2 separate regions of the Pan troglodytes genome follow, and region 1 is linked to region 2. A link is a contact called in public Hi-C data. All regions are on one chromosome and are shown on one strand. The core of a region is the stretch at or near the end of the contact, and the rest is flanking DNA. Distances in the headings are between cores, read along the strand shown.

What was found. Hi-C and Micro-C count contacts between places; a contact is called where the count stands out from the background.
Region 1: a contact with region 2 is called in a Hi-C map of stem cell-derived neural progenitor cells, with 2.7 times the contacts expected there. The contact joins two enhancer-like sites. A contact is called at or near these places in 4 of 7 Hi-C or Micro-C datasets (blood, induced pluripotent stem cells, a lymphoblastoid cell line and 1 more) and 1 of 1 datasets of contacts at active chromatin or transcription factors (stem cell-derived excitatory neurons).

The regions. Positions count from the first base shown.
Region 1 is chr7:69,607,305-69,613,203 of NHGRI_mPanTro3-v2.0_pri, reverse strand. No RefSeq gene overlaps it. Among named protein-coding and RNA genes, the nearest start is that of CLVS1, 40 kb to the left of the region's middle. Within about 2 kb of position 2,108, at least 13 of the 24 cell types and tissues checked have an H3K27ac peak or open chromatin away from gene starts, as enhancers often do. A contact at or near this core is called in stem cell-derived neural progenitor cells, where this site is marked.
Region 2 is chr7:69,234,911-69,241,283 of NHGRI_mPanTro3-v2.0_pri, reverse strand. No RefSeq gene overlaps it. Among named protein-coding and RNA genes, the nearest start is that of CHD7, 25 kb to the left of the region's middle. Within about 2 kb of position 4,628, at least 23 of the 24 cell types and tissues checked have an H3K27ac peak or open chromatin away from gene starts, as enhancers often do. A contact at or near this core is called in stem cell-derived neural progenitor cells, where this site is marked.

The sequences.
Region 1 (5,899 bases), core at 859-3,358, 370 kb before region 2:
AGCTCTTGCCTGTGTTTCTTGGCCAACTCCTTTAAACCACCAAACAAATTATTGTATTAGGCTAGAGCTAGAAAGTCATTGTTCTAAGAAAGACAGACCAGGATGAGGTGGGTAACTCCAGGACAGGCACCGGATCAGCACGTTGGCAGGGAGGCTTGCAAACCCTGACAGAATGCAGGTCGATCCACACTATGATAAATCTATAACAAAAGTGACCCTGATGATAAAAATGCAAAAACAACATGAACAACAAGGCCAGGATATTTCGAAGGGTTTGCCTTCAGTTAACAAGTGAAGAAAAGATGATTCCACCTCGAACTTCAACAGCCTAGCAAAAGAGTCTCTGGTCTTTCCTCACACCACTGAACAACGAGGAGGAAGGCTCTCTGGAGGTCCTTTAAGAATTGGATTTTCTTTGGTAAATGCAGTCTCAGAAAAAAGACCTTGTAGCATGATTCACTCTGTTCCTCTTAAGTCAAATGGCGGATGTTACTTAGTTTTGACTCTTGCTTGAAGAGTAGAATGATCTTAAAATCTCCAGAGATTTGTAACCTAACACATGCAAAATAAATATAAATTGTGTGATTTTGCTTCCAGTCTGGCCACTTTTTTCTTACATTTCTTTTCTGCACAAACATCTCAAGAAAATGCCTGGAAACTATAGAGTGATGGTATAAGGTAGAGAGAGAGGTTTACTTTTAAGGAAAGGGAAGGAGAACTCCTTTTGAAAAATGCTTTAACGCCCGGGCATGGTGGCTCATGCCTGTAATCCCAGCACTTGGAGGCCGAGGCAGGAGTATCACCTGAGGTCAGGAGTTCAAGACCAGCTTGGCAAACATGGTGAAACCCCATCTCCACTAAAAGTACAAAAAATTAGCCGGGCGTGGTGGCACGTACCTCTAATCCCAGCTACTCGGGAGGATGAGGCAAGAGAATTGCTTGAACCCGGGAAGCAGAGGTTGCAGTGAGCAGAGATCACGCCACTGCACTCCAGCCTGGGTGACAGCAAGACTCTGTCTAAAAAAAAAAAAGAAAGAAAGAAAAAAAAGAAAAGAAAAACAGAAAGAAAAATGCATTAACAACACTAAATCATGGGACTCAGTGAAGTTAGTTTAATTTCTAAGAGAAAGTTGTACCATCTCATTTGAACTTATTAATGGCAGAGTGGACTTATCACCACAGTCCTCCTGGGAAAGCAAAAAAAGACCATACTAAACTCAGCAAAAAGCTTAAAACACCATCTGTTGCTATGTTGAAACACTTGACTGGGGGGAGAGAGAGAGGAGACAGCTGATCAGTTGGAAGGCACTTTCAGACACACATATCCATGCTGAGCACTCTGTTTAGAAGCTTAGAGAAGAAAAGGAATTTCTTGGATGCCCTGTTGGGATGCTCGGATTATGATATTACTTGAAAATGTGAGCAAACTTCTAAGTGTCACACTCATGGAACTTTACTGAAGCAAGATAGATCAAACAAAGGTGCCAGAGAGGTTTGAATTAGGGAATAGTTTAACTTTGCTTTGAAGGGATTTCCTTCCTTCAACACACACTGCCATTGTCTGATGGTTGTTTATTTGCTAAACCACAATCAAATTAAGCGTAAATGGAAACCTGCCACTAAGAAAACCAATGGCTTGCCATTGCCCCCACCACACCAGAATTCAACTCCTTTTCAGAAATGTTAAAGGGAAAAGATTTCCCTGGAAGTAAAATACTTTTTAAAAACATAACACATGACAAAATTTATCATTGTCTTTCCCTGGGGGACTTTTTGGCATCAGCAGCTACTGTGCCTAAACATCCAGTGTCCTCGTCTAACAGGAATGTGCGAGAGCAGAGAAAGGCTTCGAGTCATGCAGGAATGGCTTCCCAGATACGCCGGGACACAGCAGTTTAATTGGATGTCTGGGCTTTTATAAAGAAGAACGGGAGGCGCGGAACACCACCACCACACGTGTCAGCTTTGCAGCAGAAGAAAAACTCCTCCAGCCTCAGCAGCCAGTCTCTCCGGCTTCTCCCTGCGACTTCAGGCGGACCCCCAGTGACCGAGACCAAGGAAGCTGTGAGCACAGCGGCTGAGAGCTCTGTCCTGTCTCTGATGTTTTCAGGGCCAGCGCTCTGGGCCGTCCTGGCTCCTGGGGCCTCTCCCCAACCCTGGGGCCGGCGCGCAGCCTCCCGGCGGCCGTGCAGAAAACAGCCGGTAGATGGCGCTCCGAGCTGCGACTCACCGGGCCCGCCACGAGAGCTGCGGATGGCGCAGGCGAGGATCCTGATTCATAAAAAACATAAATCCTACTTGATGAACAATAATAATAAAGGAAATTGACTACTGGGCACCATAGAGATGAATTTTTAAAGCTCCGAAATCAAGTTATTTGATATTATTTAATTTAACTTACTAAATTTGAATAACTGTGGGATGTAATAGTGCATGGCAGGGCATTTAGGTTTTATCGCTTCTAAATGTTTCTCTTTAGGGCGATTGCACGCCGCTGCATGGTCGCCAGAGAACTCTGTCCCCGTCTCCAAGCTGTGTAAACAAATTGAGGACAGAATAATTACACATTGGGAGAAAGGCAGGGAAAATCTATTGAGGGCACAGAGAGCCCAGCTACAAAATGTCCCCTCTTTCAGCTAATAAACTACCTCTAAAGTACGCAAAGATCCATGTTAAAGAATTTGTTAATATAAGCACAGCAACCAAGCCTATGCTAAGCACTTTCCAGGTGCTTCTTGTAGTAGTATCCTCATCTCCTAGTAAAACAAATACTATCTATAATATTTATTTTCCTCCCTAAATTTTTTAACTGATGAAAGTACATTTTTAGTAGCTTCCAAACTGACAAATTCGGGCGCTGCAACATTTAGAAACTTTGCTCATCCCTTGATCAAAGAAAAATTTTCTGCAAGCAGCTATAAAAAGTCCTTTTATTAAAATGCAGCCGTCACATTCTCCTCAGTGTAGCTCCGGCGCACACATTATGTGTTTGCACAGATGCGTGTGTATATTTGCATAAACAGAGGGAGGTGCACACACACGTATTAATTCAGATATCGAGGCGTGCGTATACATATACGGGTATATATATGCTGTCTGTGTACCACTCTCTATTGTTTTCAGCGTAACTGATTTTGGCACCAGCTCTTTAGCACTTTGGAAGGGCCTTCATTAGCACTGGGATAGTATCCAAAAAGAATCCAGAAAAATCAACACATGGCTGCTCTTGTTCTCACGATAAATGACAGCTTTCCTGGAAAACAACAACAGTCAAGAAGCAAAACAAAAACCAAAAAGCAACAAGAGTAGCAATAACATGAATAGAGGAAGTCAGACATCACTAACTTGGATTTTTTTTAATGTATTTATTTATTCAATTTTTTACAACTGTCTTCTTTGCCACTAAGCTTTCAGGTACTTTCACACAATTAAAAATATAAATAACAAAGGTCTATTAGGAACCTAGGGAAAAAACCACAATCATGCAGGCTTGTGTCTCCTTGTCGATACAAATATGCTAGAGATCAGTGTGGCATAAGCTGCTCGTTAAACTATACCAGCTCCCAAAATGAAGCAATCATCTACAACTCCTTGGAATCAGACTTCTGAAAAGAAGAGCTTTTCTTGGAAAACAGAATCTCCCTAATTACCTGAAAGTCTCCTCTTGAAACCATTAGTAGGAAGTCTTGGGTTATTCAGATGCCGTGAGGATGTGCAGGGAAATCGGTCATGTCTAAACTCGTAAAAAACCCAGTAGCATCCAGTGTGTGTGCGTGTGAATGTGCTCTGACACTCATGCCTTAAGAGGTGAATAATAAATCACACTTTGAAGAAAAGCAGTAACTAAACTATAGAAGACTTTGACTTAAAGGGTTAATGTCTAACACAGGAACAGAAAACAAAATACCACATGTTCTCACTTATAAGTGGCATCTAAGCATTGGGTACACATGGCCATAAAGATGGGAACAGTAGACACTGGGGACTACTGGGGGTAGGGGCCAGTAAGAAAGAGGGGAAAGGGCTGAAAAACTATAATAACTATTGGATACTATACTCACTACTTGGGTGACAGGGTTATTCATAACTCAAAACTCAGTATCATGCGATATACCCATGTAACAAACCTATACATGTACCCCCTGAATCTAAAATAAAAGGTAAAATTATTTTTAAAATAACATAAAATAGAAAAATTAATTCCTTTGCACTTCAGCTGTCAAAACAACCATGGAGGCCGGGTGCGCTCATGCGGTAATCCCAGCACTTTGGGAGGCGAAGGCAGGCGGATCACCTGAGGTCAAGTGTTCGAGACCAGCCTGGTCAACATGGTGAAACCCTATCTCTACTAAAAATACAAAAAAAAAAAAAAAAATTAGCCAGTCATGGTAGTGTGTGCCTGTAGTCACAGCTACATGGGAGGCTGAGGCAAGGGAATCGCTTGAACCCGGGAGGTGGAGGTTGCAGTAAACTGAGATCGCGCCATTGCACTCCAGCCTGGGCGACAGGGCGGGACTCCATCTCAAAAACAAACAAACAAACAAACAAAACACAACCGTGGAAATCTAATGTATGTGGCCCTTTAAGGCTAGCAGCTCTGCCCAGGAGACCAGCCGTCCAAGGAGAAAACCCCACCGAATCTCATGAAAAGAGAAGTTATTGTGCCCGACTCCTCCATTGGCCCTTGGCCTTCTCTTTCCTCAGTTTCTCAGTCAGATTTTCTCATTTAGAGTTGTTTATATTGCAGGCTCTTGAAAGTTCTCAAGAGAAGTGGGAAAAGGAACAGGAAAGGAGTGAAATGATTTTTTTAAAGGGGGGAAGCAAGTGTGTAGAATTTCTAGCGACATGCTTCAGAACAGGAAAAAGTGTGTGCAGCATGGGCTAGGAGAGCCTTTATAGAGAGCCCTCCATCATGCTGGTGGGGTAGGTGTTAAGGAGAAGATAGTTGGACATGGGTAGGTGGCAACAGAAGCATGTGAAAGAGCCAAATCCTAAACTTCAGATATCCTGGAGTGTGGCTCTGGAGTAATTCAAAATACAGGAACAGTCTGAGATTATTGATAACAGCAGAGAGGAAGCAAAGCATCTCTAAATTCATTCATTCATTGCACAAGTAGATATGAAGTGCCTTTAATGTGACAGACACCATGTTAAGCATCAGGCATGCAAAAGTAAGCAAGCTATGTCTTCTCAATGCCTTCCATGCTGAGAAACATGCTGCCATGTTGTCCAACTTCAGACTGAATCAATTCACAAAACCTTCTAACTCAGGAGGCAGGGGTTAAAAACCTGGTAAATCTGTGGGCTGAGAGGAAGTTAAGCCCCAGAGCTGAGTACTCCTAAAGTGCCACGTGCTTGGCCAGCACCTTAAACTGTCTTGGAGTTGGCTGCATGCTAAATTCACACCCTCCCTCTCAGGGGCTAAGCTGTTATTCCAAACTATAGCTGAAGTATCTGTTGACAACAGTTCAACCTTAGAAGTGGCTCAATTTCAGCCTATTGCTGATCATTATTATGAATAAGCTAACACAATCTCATGTTTGACAGAATTGTCTCTCTCTCCAATAAGGGCCAGAAAGCCGACTGAAATGTTTCCAAAAAGGGAAGAGATTCCAAGTAGAACTGAGGCTACTTCTCAAAAGCCTATTCAATAACCCTTCTCTCTTTCGTTTCCCCCAAAATGAGAATAGAAGCAGACTGGTGTTTGGCAGGGAGACCAATGTCAACACTCTCTATATTTACTTATTTATTGGCAGTTTGGAAGGCAGCCACCATTTATGGTCCTTCATTCCCAAATAGAGGCAGTGATGGTTCCTGCCAACAACGTCTCTAAGCCACCTGACTGGCCTCTCTCTGCACAAGCCAAGAGGAGAATGAGTCCAGGCCATTCATTGTTGGC
Region 2 (6,373 bases), core at 3,379-5,878:
CAAGGCAAAGCCATCAAAGCTTCTTTGAGCTCGCTTCACGTGGTCATTGATCCTTTCTGCATCTCTGCCTTTGCCGCTTACTTTCCCTTCTCTGGCATTTCCATCTTGTTCCTTTTCTTGCTCTCTGCAGGATAAGAACAATCTCTGCTGAGCAGGTAAAAGATTATCTAGGTATCAAAGTACCATCTATACCCCTCCTAGAGAGATTCATATTTTAAGGGGAAACTTTAGAAAATCAAAAACTTCAGGATCCAAAAGAATCAGCCTATAATGGTACAATGGCAGAGCATGAGGGTGATGGATTCAGGCCTGAGTCCTCCTCCACTGCTTGTTGGAAGAGCATGTTAGAAGGGTGCAAAGATGAGCAGCTGGGGAAACTACCCACCCAGCTCTCCTTCCCTTGCAAAGAATGGAGGCTCACTCAAAAATGGGCTAGGGCTTGGTTTTGTTTGACTTTTCAGAAGCCAATTTTAGCCCCCTTGAGGAAAAAAATGCATCTTATATTTATTTTACCATTCATGCAGTGTGCACTAAAGCACTCTGCACATTGTAAGTTATCAGTCAAACCTATTAGGATGACTAACTGCTGGCCAAATATATCAAACTTGGATGAAGATGTCAGGATAATATAGAAGAATTGCTTTCATTGCTACTTGATTCCTCAGATTTATCATGGGTCAATAATAGCACATAAATATCACCAATGAAGACTATTTTTCTTCTTTCTCAATCTTTGACAGTATTGAACATGATATCCTTCATTAAATACTTGCCCTATTTTTATCTATTTTTTTTAGTTTCTTCCTTATATACAAATGTCACCTTGCTTTTATAATACTTAAAGCATAACAAAATCTAGACTGTACCAGATTCCTCTGCAAACTTATTACAATTATTTTTTCTCTAATAATCAGCTCTGTTTTGTTTCTAGTAATCATCTATTACCCATGAGCAAATACAAGTACATATGAATCCGCCTTAGAGAATCAGAGTTGTGAAAAGGTAATTTACTTCCTTTTTAGATTTCTTTATACTTCTTGTATTATATATGAGAGATATATATGGTTATTATGGTGATTTCCATGAAAACCAAATGTCTCCAAGTCCACAGTAGAATGTGTACAACAGTATCCGTAACTACTATTTGACCAGTGTCTTAAGGTTTATGGCACACATTATTCTCATTTGATCCTTGTATCAGTACTGCGAGGTGGGCAAGATGGCAAATAGTTGCCCAATTTGTAAATGTAGAAACTAAGTCTCAGACATAACTCGCAGTAGGTATAAAGCTCGCTGACTTAGTCCTCAGTCTTTTAGTCCCACATCTCACCCTCTTTCCACTCTCCCTTTCTCTAGTCATCATATCTGCTTATCTCTACTAGGCTGGCAGTGTCTTTTCAATGCCCAATTAACTGGAAATTTCTGCTAAACCAACAAATGCAGCAAACAGCACTCTTAGATCTCATTTTAAATATGTTTATTTCAAGTAGTCACCTAATCAGGTTTGGCATGCTTATAAATAAGCCTGAAATGTACTGTATTTCCATTATAGATATACTCTTAAAACTAGCTATTAAAAATGTTTCATTATAAACACTTTAAAAAAATCCTTTACCATTCCATCAAGTTTGGAAATAAGATTTTTAAACAAGTTTAAAAAGTGAAAAATGCAGTTAGCTAGAATGTAAGTGAAGTGTAATTTTAGGACTTTTACCAAATTAGAGTGTCTAAAATGTTTTCTAAACTCAAAATTATTCAAGCCTACCTCCAAAAGAAAAGCCATTTCTCCAGCATTTATTATTCTCTTATCATTTGTTTATAATAGTTATTTGACAGGTCCTATAAACAGATAAGATTCATGTTTGAATAATATTTTTCTGTAGAAACAGTAAATAACTATAATGCCTATTTCTTCTGCTTGAAATATTGTTTTCATTAGATAAATTGAGCGGCATAAGAGCTTATGTTAATTATAGCACAGAGCATAGAAACAAATTTTTCTAACTAAAAGTGCATTATTACTTTACTTCTATATTTCATTTATTTTTTGCTTATTTTATTAAACTCTCCCCACTTATTTTTTATTTTTTATTATTTACTAAGTTCTGCTCCCTTCCACAAAAGTGTAACAAAGTAAACAGCCTAGTAGTACAGTAATGAAAAAACCAACAAGGATCTCCTTCAGAGTTAGGCTGAAGGGAAACAATTTGCAGTAGTTAAGATTTATTCCCCTATCCTCCCCTCTAAATATTACATAGCTCAACAAAGAATTCTTGTTTAACTTTATTGGAAAGTGTGTAGCAGAACCATGTTTAGAAATACTACAGATCCAAAGGCACATATGTTATCATTGCTAGCTAGGAGGGAGCACTGGGAAAATGAGAATTCCAATTTGTTACACTGACGTCTCATATAAACAATAGAAATATTAACAGTACCAGGATTTTTTTTAAAAAGCCAGTAACAAAGCAATTTCTTAACCTATCGATAATTACTAGCCTACAAATTAATAATAAGCCCAGCTTACTGCTCTTTTCTTCTGGTCCTTCCTTTAATGATTATTGGGGCATGAGTTTCAGCTGTTTTAAAGTTTCAGCATCTGAGTTTAAAGTGAACATTTCTGCCCATGTGCATTGAACATCGAGCCACTGTTCCTGATTTCATTTCACAAACCACACACACTTTCTGCTAAAAGAGATTTGTAATTGTTTGTGGTGTAAAACGTCATTATCAGTTTTAAATTTATATAATTTTAAAAAATGCTATTCTTATAAAGTGGAAAATTTTAAAACTGAAAAATACAGCAATATAAAATGAATCAATCAGCAAAGATCTCAGGCTACTTGTTTGGTTTTCTGCGCCCATCACTGTGTATCCTAAAAGGGCTATTGGGCTCTGCCAGTATTGTCAGGACCGTCCTAGGAAACCGGAACAATGCAGCCCATGCTCCAAAGGGCTGGCGTGGGACGCGCCCCAGGTCGGACCGCAGCCCACGGCAGTGCAAGGCTACCGGTGCGCGGCAAAGGAAGGGGTTCCACGGGCGCCCTAAACGCTCACGCTGGGGAAGGAGGTGCAGGAAACGAAGGAAGCAGGGAGGAGACGGAGAAGTGCTGCAGCAGCTTGAGTCGGCAAGTTGAGAGAAGTGAAAGCAGTCCAGGTTGGGCGGAACGTGAAGAAGGGCTGGAGGAGCGGCCCAAGGTAAAAGATCCAGCCGCAGACGAAAGCGGTAACTGGATTAGGAGGGCCATTAAGCGAATTTAAGGAGATAGGACTTTATCCCGAGAGCAACGGAGAGCCCATAAAAGATCGTAAACAGGAGTGACACGAACAGATTTACATTAAAATAAAGCATCTGACTGGCTGTGCTGTCGAGACGGGGGAGGGGCAAGGGCGGAGGCGGAGAGAGCGGTGAGCGGTCGCCGGAGGTCCAGTTGGGAGACGCCGCGCCCCGCACCGAGGTATGAGAGCTGCAGCAGCGACAACCAGGCGGCCTGAAGTGCAGACGCAAAACGGATCCCGGGGCTAGGTGAATTGGGGTAGGGGGATAATGACCAGATTGTAGTGTTGTCTTTGCTGAGACAGGAAACACGCGAGGCTTGTAGGGAAGGTGCCCAGCTTCGCTGAGAACACCTAGATTTTGAGATTTCTGTGGCACCCAAGTTAAATATGCCTGGACTTCAGGACACGGGGGTTCCGGAAGCAGGATGACGCGCCGGGAGGGGACGAGACGGTCCAGAGCACGCCCGGGAGAGAGGGCGGCCCAGACGGCACCGGCCTGCGCTCCAGCCCTCCCTCCCTCACACACGCGGAATCTCAAAACATGCGGTGAGACAGGTGGGGTATTCATTGGTCTAATTCTGCAGGTAGGGAAAATGAGAGCTTGGGGTAGGGGCTTATGCATGACCACCTGGCAGTGAATCTCCCAGCCAATACAAGCCTCACTCTACCCTCCTACAAATTAATTCAATGCATCCGATTGTTGAAACACATTCGTTCTCAAGTTTTTAATAGAGTGCATCGCAGAAATGGCTTTTGCTTTATAAATGCCTTTTGTTCCTCTTTCTCCCAACCCTATGATAAAATATCAAGTGACCAACTTTCAATTTTAATAAATATCACCAGGCATCAGAAACATGTAAGCACTTTTCTCTTAAACCGAACGGAGGAAAATCTTAGAACGTGTGTCCACCAGTCAGTGAATAACTTCTCTAAGTTCTCTGTCCTGCATAAATAAACCTTGACAGCTCTGGCAGTACGCTTATTAGCTCAGCACATCCATCCCCGCTTTTCCCATCTCCAGGACATGCCAGCCCCTCCCGCCCGCCTCGGGCTGCACCACCTGCTCCCGGCGCCTCCCCGCCCCCGGCTCGCCCGCGCCGGTTCTCACGCGCGGCCAGCGCCCTTCCCCGCCGCTCCCGCCCCTTTCACTTCCGCACAGCTTAGGAGTCGGGGCCAGCGCCTCCGCTCCCACCTTCCCAGCCCTCTGGCGCGCCCGCTTTTCCACACCCACAGCCAGCCGCCGCGCCCCCCCACGAAGTTCTCCCTCCAGTGCCGCCCCCTAAGAAGACTTCAGGGGCGGTCCCGGGAGTCTGGCGCTGATTGGCTGATCAGCAGCGCCCCGCCCCCTGGGCACGCGCAGGAGGTGGGGCGGTCCTGAGGCGGGCGCGCGCCGCGCGGCCCCGCAGGCTGAGCGTTCGTGACCCGCGTGCTGGCCCCGGCGTCCCGGCCCCGGAGTCTGCGAGGCGGAGGCGGGTGGCGGCACATGCCGCGGCCGCCGCGGTGCGACCCTGGGCTTGGGGGGATTTTTTTGGCCTGGAGGGCTCCTCTTCTCCGGCGGCGGTGAGCCAGGCATCCCGCGGGGACTGGGAGCTGCCCGAGGGGCCGCCGCCGTCGCCAGTCCGGTAGCCCGGATGTCGCTGCCCCCTGCGGCGGGGCCGCCAACGCGCTGCTTGGCCCCGGGAGGAGGATCGTCTTAAAGGGACAGCGCCGCGTTCGGGCGGAGGGGGCGGCGCGTCCTGCCCTCCGTTCGCGACCCTGCCCCGGGGGACGCCGCGGCGCCTGCTGCCCAGACCCCTTCCCCGGGCCGGGCGCAGTGGGAGCGCCGCGCGCTCTGACTGGATTAGCCGCAGATGGCCGACTAGAGCCAGGTTTTCCTCCGGCCGGAGCAGTGGCCGGTGGCGCCGCACGGGGCCGGGAGGCGCCGGCCTGTGATTGGCCGAGGCCGCGGTGAATGCAGGACATTGTCTGGTCGCGGCGGTCTCCGTCCCTGCCCGACCGCCCTTCCTGGGATCAAAATGGGTGCGGAGCGAGGGTCCTGGACAGCCCCGCCTGGGGGCCTTTCAGTGGTGGGAACACCGTAGGGGAAAATGTAACTGTTTTGAGATTCTGAGACTGGCATAAAGGTGCTGATTTAAAATACAAGCTCAGCTTTAACAAGGAGATAAAATACTTGGATTTAACATAAAGCTTTCCTTTAAGATGAAAAATATTAAGGTAGTTGAAAAGGGTCAAGTGTTATGAAAATGACTTGACTTTGTCTTCAGGATTCTTTTAATTAGGACCTGTGATAAGTCATCTGAATGTCCTTTGTAAAATGTTAAGGAAAAGTATAATATATATGGTCATAGTTTCCATGTGTGTAAAGACGCGAGACTGCTTAGCTTTCCCAGTTTGCTTCCATTGTTAAAATACTGATTCTGACTAGAGTTGAAATCTTGATATGTCCTATGGATTGAATCGTATCTCAAGGCCTTGGAGTAGATGAGACCTTTGAAAGAGCCCTTGAGAAGATGATAGTTCTCCCAAGATTATCTTTGAAAATACGTGGGTGTTATTTAAGTGAGGTTGTAATCTCGTAGAGTGTAATTGTGGAGTAAATGAAAATTAGGCTGGGCGCAATGCTGTAGTCCCAACTACTTGGGAGGTTCACTTGAGCCCTGGAGTTTGAGTCCAGCCTGGGCAACATAGTTAAACCCCTGTCTCTTAAAAAAAAAAAAAAAAGAAAGAAAGAAAAAGGAAAAGAAAATTAAAACAGTAGAGGAATATGTGAAGACACCCGTGAAATAAGAGATACACATGATAAATGAAGATTTTGAATAAAATAAACTTGGTATTTGCTTTAAAAAAACTGGGTAGAAAAAATATTGTAAAGTTAAAAGCAGACGTGTAGAGATAGAGATTTTTTAGCATCAGTTTCATATCTTTTCAAAACTAAAAAGCCTGATTTTGTTTGAGTAATCAACAACAATTAAGGACTTGGAAATGACAAACAAATGAAGGAAAGACTTCAGAAAGAAGATAAATTTAATGACATGATTCATTGCAAGAGACATGACCTCATTTCTTCTTAGAATGATTTCCACTAAACCAGATT